Regions from separate parts of the Sus scrofa genome. Here region 1 is linked to region 2. The links are chromatin contacts, called in public HiChIP or PLAC-seq maps. All regions are on one chromosome and are shown on one strand. Each heading gives the region's core, a stretch centred on a gene start, on an enhancer-like site or on the middle of the called end of the contact. The rest is flanking DNA. Distances are from core to core; before and after follow the strand shown.

Region 1 (6,126 bases), core at 2,382-4,881, 290 kb after region 2:
CCCCCCAAAGCTGTTCCAACCCAAACCTACAGGTTTCTCCAGGCGGCAGGTCAGATCCACAACCGACACGTTGGGGGTGGGGACACGGAAGGCCATGCCAGTGAGCTTCCTGGGGACACGAGGAAGCAAGCAGAGTCAGCACCACCCCTGCTGGTGCCCCAGACACCCAGGGCAGGAGAGCAGCAAAGAGCCTCACCCGTTGAGCTCAGGGATGACCTTGCCCACAGCCTTGGCAGCGCCGGTAGAAGCAGGGATGATGTTCTGGGCAGCCCCTCGGCCATCACGCCACAGCTTCCCAGACGGGCCATCCACAGTCTTCTGGGTGGCAGTGATGGCATGGACCGTGGTCTGGAGACAAGGAGGGGGAGTGAAGGCCCTGCCTAGCGCTTGTGACGCCTCCTCTGGGAAGAACTAAGGGACACAGTGCTTGGAACCACCCCACCCTACCCCTCCTCTGATGTCCTGAGCCCCTACAGCTCCGGGCTGAGCTCTGGGAGGGGAAGGATCCAGTCCTGGGTGAGGACAGAACGTGCTCTGGCTCAGTCCCCATCACCTACCATGAGTCCCTCCACGATGCCGAAGTGGTCATGGATGACCTTGGCCAGGGGTGCCAAGCAGTTGGTGGTGCAGGAGGCATTGCTGAAACGAGGGAGGCAAGTCAACGGGCAGGTCCACGGGGTCCCGCGCAGCATGACCCCCCCCGCCCCCTCCACCAAGCTCACCTGACGATCTTGAGGGAGTTGTCATACTTCTCATGGTTCACGCCCATCACAAACATGGGGGCATCGGCAGAAGGGGCAGAGATGATGACCCTCTTGGCCCCACCCTTCAAGTGAGCCTGCAGCAGAGGAGCAGTCAGACACCCGGGCTTCCCCTTTCCTGGTCCAAGTCAGCCTCCCCCAGTCTCCCCGCTACACCAACCCCGCGGTTAGGTCCCCTCCTCTTTCGGTTCCCTGCCGCTCACCCCGGCCTTCTCCATGGTCGTGAAGACACCAGTGGACTCCACAACATACGTAGCACCAGCATCACCCCATTTGATGTTGGCGGGATCTCGCCTAGAAGGGAAGACAGGACAAAGTTCAGGGGCGCGGGGGACCACAGACCCAAGGTGGTCACCCCGTCCCAGCACCACCTCCTCCAAGGCAAAGCTCTTCCGGTTCCGTCTTCCATACTTACTCCTGGAAGATGGTGATGGCCTTTCCATTGATGACAAGCTTCCCGTTCTCCGCCTTGACTGTGCCGTGGAACTTGCCGTGGGTGGAATCATACTGGAACATGTAGACCTGGGGGGGACGAGGGAGGGCATCAAGGGGCTGCGCCCTGGCAGGCTCTGTCCCCGCCCCCGCCACGGGGGCCACTCACCATGTAGTGGAGGTCAATGAAGGGGTCATTGATGGCGACAATGTCCACTTTGCCAGAGTTAAAAGCAGCCCTGGTGACCAGGCGCCCGATGCGGCCAAATCTGAGGGGGACAAGAGGCGAGGAGGGAGGAGTGAGCTCTCCTGGAGATGTAAGCAGTCCCAGGCCCACGCGCCCGCTGTCAGCGCGGGCACTTTCCTACCAGGAGATCTCATTTCCTCCTCCTCGCACAACCCTGCCAGACCAGCCTGGCTTCCCAGCACAGCCACAAAGTGAAAAGCTCCCATCCTGCCCAAGAGGTGATGAAGCTCCGAGACAGGCCCACACCCCCTGGTCATCTGAAATCTGTTAAGGGGTGACAGGGTGGTGCACTGCTGCTGCCACCTACAGTCTGGGCACATGGCCGGCACATGGCATTCCTCAGGCCCACTGTCGGTAAATGCTTGTTCCTATCTGGCCAGCTTCAGGCCACACCCTCTAGGGAGCAAAATCTTGCACACTTGGCATCACCCAGCTCAAAGGGCAAGAGCAAAGGTCAGAAGTTAACTGGCCAGGGAAACCCCCCCCCTTCCCCAAGTCCCTCCTACAAAAGGGAAAGCCGTTTCTCAAACCCAGAATCCCGGGCTTCTGATTTGTTAGGAACCTGTCTTTGTTAGCTCTTTTCCCAAAATCAGGAGTGGGAGCAATAGACGTGTGGGGAGCGGGGGGGAAGGAGAGGGAGAAGCCCAGGCCCCCAGCTGCAGAAAGGTCAGGCAGCTATATTTAACCCCAGCTTAGGGTGGAGTGGGGATCTGGTTTCTGGAAGAGGGGATGGGGAGAAGGGCAGGATTCCCGAGGCTCACGGACATCTAATCCTCCTGGTGACCTTTACAGCTTGGCCTTTAGGGTGGGGTCAACCCTAGGCATGGATGGAAGGAAGCAGCTTCAAGGAGCACTGATGCAGAGACAGGGGCTGCGGCTCCGCCGGCTCCGGGAGCCATTTTGTGGAAAATTTCTAAGTACCCATGACTCAGCTCCCCCGGCATGGCACCAAGCCAACGCTACCACACCTCTCCGGAGAAAGAGAAGGGAAACAACCCGGAAACAACCCAAGACCACCCCCATAAAGCCCCGTTTTTGATTCATCAGAGAACCATCCAGAAAAAGCATCCCCTCATCCCCGGGGGGGGGAATCTGGCTGGGGCTTGAAGGGATGCTCTAGGGTTAGTTTGCTAAGAGCTGAGGTCCAGCTGACTAAGAAGGGGAAAGCGTGGCCGGACCTGGGTTACCGGATAAAGGAGACTCCACCCCACGAGGCAGGGGTAGAAGGCTTAGTCATGGGCAAGTAAGGAGAAAGATTGAAGGACTCAGGAAGATTTCCTAACGGCGGTTCATTCATTTCCTTCCTAGTTGCAACATGGCGGCTAGGTTACCGCAGATGCCCCCTCCCAGCTGGTTCTGCACAGCAGCTGTGCCTCCTGCATCCCGGGGCTGCCCGGCTGGGGGCACTGGTTGCGGCTGGGGGGATGGGCTCCTCCCCTTCACGTGACCCCGCAGGGCGCGAAAGGAAAGAAAGAGCCCCAGCTGGGGGATTAGGGGATGGGGCCAAAGCAAGAATTGGAGACTCCAGGGCTGTGTATCTGCGGCAGGTGAAGAGGAAGGCTCCGCAGAGGCGGAGTTACAGAACGCGCAACAGCCAGGGATGGGGGACACGAGGCCTTGCGAGGGCCTCCTCCAGGTCCGAGCGCTGACCTTGAGTTCTCCTTGGGGGTGGGGTACGACCACCCCATCCAAGTCCCCCACATGCTTGCACAGACCCGGTAGGGCGAGACCTGCGGACGCAATTTGGTGGGGGCTGCAGTACTTACTGCCCCACCCTGCCCCACCCCCTAACTCACCCGTTCACTCCGACCTTCACCATCGTGTCTCAGGGACGCGGCTGCCGGCAGAGGAAAGAGAACATTAGATCGCGGGGCAAAGCGGCTGGAGCCCGACGGTGCCCTCCCCGCCCCTCCCCCAGGCCTCCATCCTCGCTCTGCTCTTCTGCACGTCCTTCCTCCCCCTCAACCCGCAATGCAGGGGCCCGGCCCGGCGCAGCCACAACTCCGGCTCCAGCCGGGGCCCCGCACCCACACTCCCAGACCGCGCACGGCCCCCGGTCCCTTTCGGACCAGTCCTCGAACCCTTGTGGCTCCACTCCGCCAGGCTTTACCTGGCAATGCACGGAACACACGGCTGTCTGTCGAACGGGGAGGAGCAGAGAGCGCAGGGGAAGGCTGCAGCCGGAATTTATAGGGCAGGGGGCGGGGCGGGGGCGGGGTGACGTGGGCTCGCCTCGCCCAGTCCTAGCTCCAGCAGCGGAGGCCTGAGCTACGTGCGCCCGTAAAGTCGCGAGTAGCCGACCCCCACTTCTTCTTTTTTTTTCCTTTGGACCCGCCTGGTTCTGCCAATGTGCACGCGCCACACAAGTGGGCTGAGGACGGAGAGGGGGAGGGGACCGGTGATGCTGCCTGGCCCGGTTGGGGTTGTACTGCAGGGGGCAGTGGACTAGGAGGAGGGGGCCCTGGCGAAAACTGAGGACACCCAAGGAGCCAGGGACGTTAAAGTTGCTGCAGGGATGTAACGGGAGGATATGGGGAGCCAGTGGGATGGGAAATTGGAGCGGAACCCGGGGTTGGGGGCGCGGCTCGCAGCTCGCGGCTGCAGTCTCCCCTACCCCCCCCCCTTCAAAAGCTGAGAAGCGGGAAGATTGAGGAACTTCTCGAGGCTCTTCGGTAGTGACCCAGGAACTACAGAGGAAAAGGCCCGGGAGGGGCCTCCAGCAAGGCCCTCTCCAGCCCCCTTCCCCTTTCCCCCCTCCCCTTCTCTTGGCTCCTGGCCTCCCCGGGCTGGGGACCGCGGCTGGCCCTGGCCAGTGGGAGGCCTGGAGAGGAAGGAGGCTCGGAAGGAGGCCTGAGAGGGAAGTTTCTGCACTGAAGGTCACGATGCCCTGCAGGACAGGCAGCCTGGACATCTGAGAATCGAGCAGACAAACCAGGACCTGTGTGCACCAGCTGCTCTCCCCCAGGCCCTGGCTGGCTGGGGCCTCAGCGAGGGGACAGGATCGCTTTGGGGGGCTGGCCAGGTAGAGGCTCAGAGGTCTCCCACAAAGTTGCTCCTGGGAAATTTGAGGGCTGAGCGGCCCGGGCTGGGAGACAATGTCCCTTTCACCCCATCCAGCCCTGGGCAGAGCAGGACGTGAGAGCGGAAGTCCCTCCCCATCCTGGGACGTGCAGGCCAGCCCTGCAGTCAGGGCCTCCCTTTCACTGGCTGCGCCCAGGGGATGTTGGGGGCAGGGTGAGGTGTCCATAAGAGGGAAAAGATTGGGAGGTCTTGGACACAGGGTGGGGACAAGGGCCCCTAGCCCCTTCCCAGACGTGATGTGGAGGAGGAAATCCATTCTTCTCCAAGACCAGTCCCTCAGAAGCTGGGGCTGGGCCAGGTTTGTGAGCAGAGGATGAAAGATGGGTTGGTTCTGAGGACTTGAAGTGTTGAAGGTTCAGGGAAGGTGGGGGGAGGGTGGAATGGACGTTGCCCATTAGCAGGTGCTGGTGGAAGGAATTGGGGCCTCTTTGCTGGCCCAGCGTAACCTGAGACCAGCCCCCTTTTCCAGCTGAAAAGCCTGTGGCTAAGTTTAGCCCGCAGGATGATAACCTTTGCTTAAAAGGCAGAGAGCACGCTGCCCCGCACCCCGACTCAAGCCTGTCCTGTCCCTTCCCTTTCTGGGACTGCCCTCCTTCCTTGGGGCCCCAGATCCAAGGCTGGCTGTTGCTGGCAGCCATGTGCACAGTCGGTGCCCAGGCTTTTCAAGAGCGGCAAGAGCAGGGACTGAGGGCACTTAACGGTGAGGGAGGCGGGATGCTGGGCACTGAGGAATCTGCTGGGGAAGTGGAGCACCAGGATCATATACTCTCCCTGGCAAGGGCCTTAGGAGCCCCTCCACCCTCCTCTGCTCCCCGAAGCATGTTCCCCTTTGCTGCATGCTTGTCATTGTTCATTACTGTCCTTTGCTGAAAAAAGAGGGAGCTCAGTGCCCAGGGAGCATGACTGACGCAGTCTGCTGTTGTCATGACAGCAAAGACACCAGTGTTGTCATGACAGCAGCCTCACTGCCTCCGCTTCAGGTGACTCAGCAGAGAAATCTTGGGGGGCAGGAGGGGGTGAACAGGGCCTGCAGCTGAGGGGCTGACATCCTGCAGACCCTGTAAACGTGGTGCCAAATCCCTGGGGGATGGTCTCTACACTGTCTAGAGCTGGAATTAGGGGCACAAGCCAGGGTGGGCAGGACAGAGCAGCCAGCCCCTGGGGAGGAGGGTTTCTCAACTTCAGCACTCCTGACATTTTGCATTGATGACTCTTTGCATCAGACCCGTCCTGTGCATTGTAGGATATTTAGCAACACCCCTGGCTCCTACTCATTAGCTGCTGTTAGCACCCTCTCCTTGGCTGTGACAACAAAATAGTCTCTGGATATTGTCAAATGTCCCTTGGAGGGCAACACTGCCCCCAGATTGAGAAGCGTGGATCTGAAGCCTAGGCACTGCCTAATTCTGCACAGCGGAGCAATCCTGCCACGTGTGCAGGGTGTGGAGGTTGAGAGGCAAGGACGGGCCAGCAAGGGACTCGAAGCTCATCAGATGCTGGCACAGGCCCCAGACTCCTGGATCAATAACCCTCTGTCTGCTGCCTGCCTCTGGGCTAATGTGGGATGAAACACAGACAGGCTTAGGAAAAACCTCTAAAAGTATA
Region 2 (6,176 bases), core at 2,167-4,666:
TGGGAGGGAGCAGCACCCCGGCCCCAGCAGAGGACAGGGCCTTCTCTCGGTCCTTGGCCTCGTGCTGTGAGATGGGACAGGATGGTTTCTCTCTCTTGCCTTCACCGGGGACGGAGGGGACCCACGGGCAAACCACCCCTCCCACCTCTCAGCCAAGGAGACGCCTCCTTGGTGACAGGTTTAGTTCCAACTGAACAGTAAGTGGTGGCAGGATTGGCCTGGTCCCAGCCATTACAGGGTAGGGTGTAAACGGGAAAGGAAGAGGTCCACCTGGGATTAGGCTGTGAGAGGGGGCAGGCGACACCATCAGAAGCATGTGGGGGGTGGGGCAGCACAGTTATTGGGCTTCTGAGCTCCCTAGTCCCTGGCTTGGAGGGAAGGGGAGGTAGGGGCGATGGATGGGCTTATTATTTGGCATTGATGATGTCCACAAATTCAGGCTTGAGGGAAGCGCCACCCACAAGGAACCCGTCCACATCAGGCTGGCTCGCCAGCTCTTTGCAGGTTGCCCCAGTCACAGAGCCTGGGAAGGGAGAGGAGGGAACGGTCAAGGCTACCTCCTTGTCTAAGGAGGGCTCAGTCTGATTCTCAGCCCACCCCACTCCAGGCTGGAGCCAGAGCCACTTACCCCCGTAAATGATGCGGGTGCTCTGAGCCACTGCCTCAGAGACGTGGGTCTTAAGCCATCCCCGGAGCTTTTCATGTACTTCCTGGGCCTAAAACAAGAAGCCAGACTAAGACTTTTCATTCCAAGTGGGGGAAACTGTGGGTACCAGTGGAGACAGGCATTGTGGTTTTGGGGCAAGAACTCTGGGACCTGAGAGGGAACCCGGAGGCTTTAATTCCACCCAGTCCCTGGAACGGATGTCCTTGGACAAGTGACTCTGTTTTGTCCTCCCCCCCCTTTTTTTTAGGGGGGCATGTGTGGCATATGGAAGTTCCCAGGCTAGGGGTTGAGCTGGTGCCGCAGCCGCCAGCCTACACCACAGCCGCCCCAAATCTGAGCCAGGTAGGTCTGCGTCCCACACTGTAGCTCACCGCAACACCAGATCCCACAAAGCAAGGCTAGAGACAGAACCTACATCCTCGTGGATACTAGTCAGACACTATGTTACTGCTGGGTCACAGTGGGAACTCCCTGTCCTGTCTTTTAAATGAAGGGTCGGCCCAGATGGTCTCTGTGGCCGTCCAATGCTACCAAGGCAGGGGAGGATGAACTCCTGGGCTTGGTTACCTGTTGGGGTGTGGCAGTCTTGCCGGTACCGATGGCCCACACAGGCTCATAGGCCAGGACAACCTTGTTCCAGTCCTTCACATTATCTGTGGGACAGAGATCACAGGTGGAAGGGTGAAGGAGGAGCGATCCAGCTGTTCCCCAGAGAATGAGTGATGGCGGCCTACTGCCCTCTGGTGGCTGTTAAGGGAACTCCAAGTGGCATCATATACTGTCAGGGGCAGGAGGGGAAGTGATAGGAAGGATACAAGGGTTCTTAGCCTCCCCTTTCCTGCATCAGCATGGGGAATCAAGTCAGGAGGCAAGGCATCTGACCCCGCCCTCTGTTCCTCCGTAGCCCTGGCTAGGTCCAAACGTCCCTTTCTCCAGAGATACCTGCGATGACCTTGGTTTGCTCGAAAACGACCTTCTCGGTGATGCCAGCTTCCCGCTCATCTAGCTTCTCCCCAATGCAGGCGATTACTCCAAGTCCCTCTGCCAGGGCATGGGCCACTTTCTGCCCAATCAGCTGTTGAGGAACAGACTTGGTGAGACACCTGTCTTGGAATAAGCCATCTCTTATCTCCTCTCCTGGTCACTAACCTCATCTGACTCTCCAAAGACATGCCTTCTCTCCGAGTGCCCCAGGACTACCCACGTGGCTCCGAGGTCTTTGATCATGCCAGGGCTAGAGGAAGAGAAAAAGCCATGGCTCAGGAGGGAGCCCACCCCATGGCTTTTCCCTCCATGAGGAGAATAAGGGCTGGGTCCCCCCAGTACACACACACACACCATCTTACCTGATCTCCCCAGTAAAGGCCCCATTAGCCACTTTGTAGCAGTTCTGTGCAGCCACGGCAATCTTGGGATCTAGCTTCTGCCTGGCGAAGTCAATGTAGGCGGTGGGGGGTGCGCAAACCACCTCTGAGTAGAAGACAGTGACAGAAGGGGATGGCATCACAAATCCAGACCCTATCCAGTGCTCTGGAGCCCCCTAGCCTCCACCGCTTTCATAGTTCTGCCTTCGCCCATTTCCACACCAGCATGATGATCTTTGTCTACTCTGCACCCCAGGCTGGGCCTGAACCCAACTCTGAACCTTTTGGGTACCCCTGAGAGGTCATGGCCCTTGCCCTGCCCTCTGCTCTTTTAACAGCTGTGGCTCTGATTTCCCCAGGCTATTCTGGGCCTGGGCACCTCCTAGACTCAGCATTCTCTGGGGCCAACCCCGCCTCCCTTCTAAAATAGCTCATTCCCACCTCTCCTAGCCAGGCAAGGATTTTTAGCAAAAGCAGAAAGGGCCAACTCCTGGGGTCTGTACTGCAGTCTCTGGGGGGAATAAACCAGAAGGGGGTGCCTCTTGATCAGACCCGGGGTTCTGTGATTTAGATGCCTGGGATGGGAAGGACTGAGGACGGCACTCTGTCCGTGGGTGGCAGCGAGTCGACTGGCTCATAGAGGCCTTGCGTTTTCCCGTATCCAGGTTGCAGAAAACAAGAGGATCGCTCCTCATCCCCACATGGCTCTGCCCGTTTGTCACTTGCTCAGCCCCTTCCGCAGAAGGGTCTTGCAGGCCGCCGAGGGGAAAGGATCAGAAGAGTAGCTCAAGAGGCCAAGGGCCACCCGGCAGGGGAACTCGGTAGCCCAGGCAAAGCGCGGGGAGGAGTCTGGGCTACGTGCGGCGGCGCACGGAGCCGGCGCCGAGGGGGCCCAGAAGCCTGCACGCAGCCTCCTCCCCCACACACCGGACTGGCGCCGGCCTCTCCCGATCGCCCGTAGGGGCTGGGCTCCACTTCCATCCCCGGCTCGGGCGGGTGCAGCCCCGGTCCGCACCCCGGAGCCGTCTTCCTCCCACAGTCGGAGGGCACAGGGAGATGCGGCTCCGCCTTTCCCCGTGGACACACCCCTGGTCCTGCGGCCGCAGGGCCAAGGCCGGGACCCCAGTAACTCTGGTCTCCGGCCCTGCAAGCAGGACCACGCAGACAACTGCTGAGAGAGCTCGGGAGAGGGCGCCACCACGCCCGACCTCCCACCCACCGCCAGGGCTCACCGGTGTCGGCCGGCAGCTTGGCTGCGTTGAGGGTGTTGATGAGCTCCCCCAGATTGTTCTTTCGCCCGTTCATCTTCCAGTTTCCCCCCACGAAGAACTTCCTAGCGGGCGCCATGGCGCTGGAGCCAGCACACTGAAGGTCAGGAGCAGCGCGCGGCCGTCTCCACTGGCCGCTTATATAGAGAGCGGAGAGGCAGAACCCCGCCCCCTTCGCGTCCTGGGCCATGACTGGCCCGCCCCGCGGAAGCCCAGCCCCGGCCCCGCCCGCCGCCCGCCGCCCGCCACCGCCCGCTGCCGCTCGCCGCCGCCCGCGTTGCGAGGTTCTGACGTCACCTTCTTTCTTGTAGCAACGTTCCAGCGGCGTCCAGGCTCGGTGGCTACAGCTTCCGTGGTCTGACTTTGGGGAGAACCGTGCGCCCGGTGCTCAGGGAAACCCCCGCTTCACGGCTTCATCACGCCACCCCCACACCGAGGGATAGGGGAGGGGCCTCTCTCCAGCTCTGGGAAAAGGAGCCTCCTTCCCCATCGGAGCCCCCACATCCCTGAGTGCTGAGCGGACACCTCTGACCCACCCGGGGCCGACCCAGCCCCACAGTAACTGGGCAAAAAACAGGGTTCAGCAGCGGAGGGATGGCCCACCTTGGCTAGAAACTGTGCAGCTAAGGGAGGGGGGTTCAGAAGTCCGCCCTGTCCCCATGAATACCCCGCTTTTTGCTCCAGCAGGCCAAGGCCTGACAAAGGACTACAGCCACTGGGGACATTTGGAAAGAACCCACCTGGGCCCCCTCCGGTATCACGGCTGCAAGAAAGGGCTCTTCCACCCCATCTCTGTTCTGTGACACCCCAGCCCACATCCCCTCATCTAACAGCCCCCACCCCGCAGCCTTCCTCTGCTGCCCCAGAGCTCACCTCACTCAGCCCCCAATCACACCAGCACAAAACATAGAAGGCAAAGGGGCAGGGCCAGGAGCTTTGTGAAACTGGCCCCGCTGCTAGCCCTGGGGAAGACAGCTTCCCCCAAAGGTATCAAACAGGACACAACTGAGCCACTGTACTTTTATTCACATCCTGTATTTTGGCATTTTCCAGAAGGACAGGGGAGAGACAGGGTGGGGAAAAGACTGAGGCAGGAGGGCGAGGGGGGTCCCCATTTCCCTCAGATCCCTCCTTGCCCAACCACACGGGGAGCACACACAACGGGGGAGGGGAGGCACAGAAGCCCCCTCCTGTGGAAGAGGCTGCACAAAGCTATACCCACGCCACACAAACAAACGAGCCCGCTCCACGCTGGGCCAGCAGGATCACAGAGAAGCAGAGCCCTGTGGGGTCAAGGGCAGGAAAGCAACAGTCTCCTCACAGACAGGCAGCCGGCCCCTCCCGTTCCCCTTCCTGCTCCATCCCCAAAGTCTCCAGAGTGCCCCCCCCACTTCGCTTGGCCATTCTCTCATAGCCTCTAGCTTCTTCCCTGCTGCTGGGGACACGAAAAGGAAAAGGGTACGGGAGCAGGGGGGCTGACATCCATCCCTCATGCCGGGTGGTCTGTCCCCTGCCCTCAGTGGTTAAGGGCTCAGGGTGGGCTCTTAGCTGGCCACTCTCTGGTAGAAGTAGATGTAGCCCAGGTCCTTGGGCGGCTTCTCAGAGGCACACACTTTCTGGTCGTTGTAGATCACCCATCTGGGGAAGAATGTGGGGGGAAAAGGATGAACAGCTCCTCTCTTGGAGGTGGCTCCTGGTGATTCCCGGGCAAAGGCTCCCAACATTCTCTGCCTGGGTCCCCAAACCTACAGTCCAGCTGCCTATCTGAAGGGAGCATCCCAATCTCACAGGGTCATTGCGACTGGACTCAGGGCTTTCAGACCCTGTGGTGTCTTTATAGCCACTTGCCACCCGTTCCTATTAGGCAGGGATCAGACAGGATATGTTTCGGGTTTTGCAGGCCATCTGGTCTCTGATACAACTACTTGACTTTCCTGTGGCAACTCGAAGAGAGCCACAGATAGATAAGTGGGTAATTGGCTGTGCTCACCAAGACTTTTTCTTTTTACGGCTGCACCTGCAAGCATACGGAGATTCCCAGGCTAGGGACCAAATTGGAGCCGTGGCCGCCGGCCTGTGCCACAGCCACAGTAACACCAGATCTGAGCCCTGCCTGCGAACTACACGCATCAAGCAGATTGCAGTAACGCCGGATCCTTAACCCACTGAGCGAGGCCCTGGATAGAACCCGCATGCTCATGGATGTTAGTCGGGTTCTTAACCCACTGAGCCACAATGGGAACTCTCAGTAGGACTTTATAAAAGTGAGTGGCCGAATTCAGCCTCTGGGCCCTTGTTGGCCAATCCCTGCCGTGAGGCTTTCTCTGTTTCCGCTGAGTTTGCGGCCCCACCAGCAACCCTTTACCTTCCCTCACACATAATCTGAGGACTTCCAGGATGCCCCTACCATTCCCACCATCACGCTCCCATTCAAAAACGCACGTGCTGGCCCCTCACCTGCCTTCCTTCTTGATGTGGCAGACATAGTGACCACACATGGTTGACGTGCCCATGTGACTAATGAAGGCGAAGAGCTGATACTCTAGGGAAGGGGGGGAGAGAGGGCAGAGAGGGAGGGCGGCTGGACCCCACAGCTCACACACAGGACGGGATTTCAGGGAACTGGAGGCATGCACTGGGCCCAGAGGCTCTCTCTCGTCCTAGGAACCCACCTCCAGGAGTCGAGCTGGTGGAAAGAAGCTTCTGCCCCCTGTCCGCCTCCTCCCACCACCCCAGGGAAGCAGACCTGGTGGAGCCAACGGGCTAGATCCCACCAGGCCTGTTCTGGTTTCAGGGGACACTCACTTCCAGGACCATCCCGGACTTTAGGTCCCACTGGTATGGACTCGGAGATGGAGTCGGCAGCGGAGCGGCCCT

The links. HiChIP or PLAC-seq counts read pairs in DNA pulled down with a chosen protein or histone mark.
Region 1: a contact with region 2 is called in an H3K27ac HiChIP or PLAC-seq map of skeletal muscle. The contact joins the promoter of GAPDH here to the promoter of TPI1 in region 2. A contact is called at or near these places in 2 of 5 promoter capture datasets (fetal liver and liver), 1 of 47 Hi-C or Micro-C datasets (liver) and 2 of 2 datasets of contacts at active chromatin or transcription factors (alveolar macrophages and skeletal muscle).

Annotation. Positions count from the first base shown.
Region 1 is chr5:64,130,389-64,136,514 of Sscrofa11.1, forward strand. It overlaps GAPDH (glyceraldehyde-3-phosphate dehydrogenase), which reads right to left and starts at 3,632. Exons shown (of 12, transcript NM_001206359.1): 1 at 3,551-3,632; 2 at 3,237-3,277; 3 at 1,363-1,462; 4 at 1,177-1,283; 5 at 965-1,055; 6 at 723-838; 7 at 558-639; 8 at 197-348; 9 at 31-109. The coding sequence starts at 3,259. LOC110260753 (a long non-coding RNA gene) reads left to right here and starts at 4,493. Exons shown (of 3, transcript XR_002344125.1): 1 at 4,493-4,819. NCAPD2 (condensin complex subunit 1) reads right to left here. Exons shown (of 32, transcript XM_021092430.1): 32 at 6,117-6,126.
Region 2 is chr5:63,839,437-63,845,612 of Sscrofa11.1, forward strand. TPI1 (triosephosphate isomerase 1) reads right to left here and starts at 3,417. Exons shown (of 7, transcript NM_001037151.1): 1 at 3,264-3,417; 2 at 2,014-2,137; 3 at 1,817-1,901; 4 at 1,610-1,742; 5 at 1,235-1,320; 6 at 629-716; 7 at 37-523. The coding sequence starts at 3,378. The coding sequence ends at 408. USP5 (ubiquitin carboxyl-terminal hydrolase 5) reads right to left here. Exons shown (of 20, transcript XM_001925784.6): 18 at 6,105-6,176; 19 at 5,757-5,841; 20 at 4,306-4,937. The coding sequence ends at 4,844.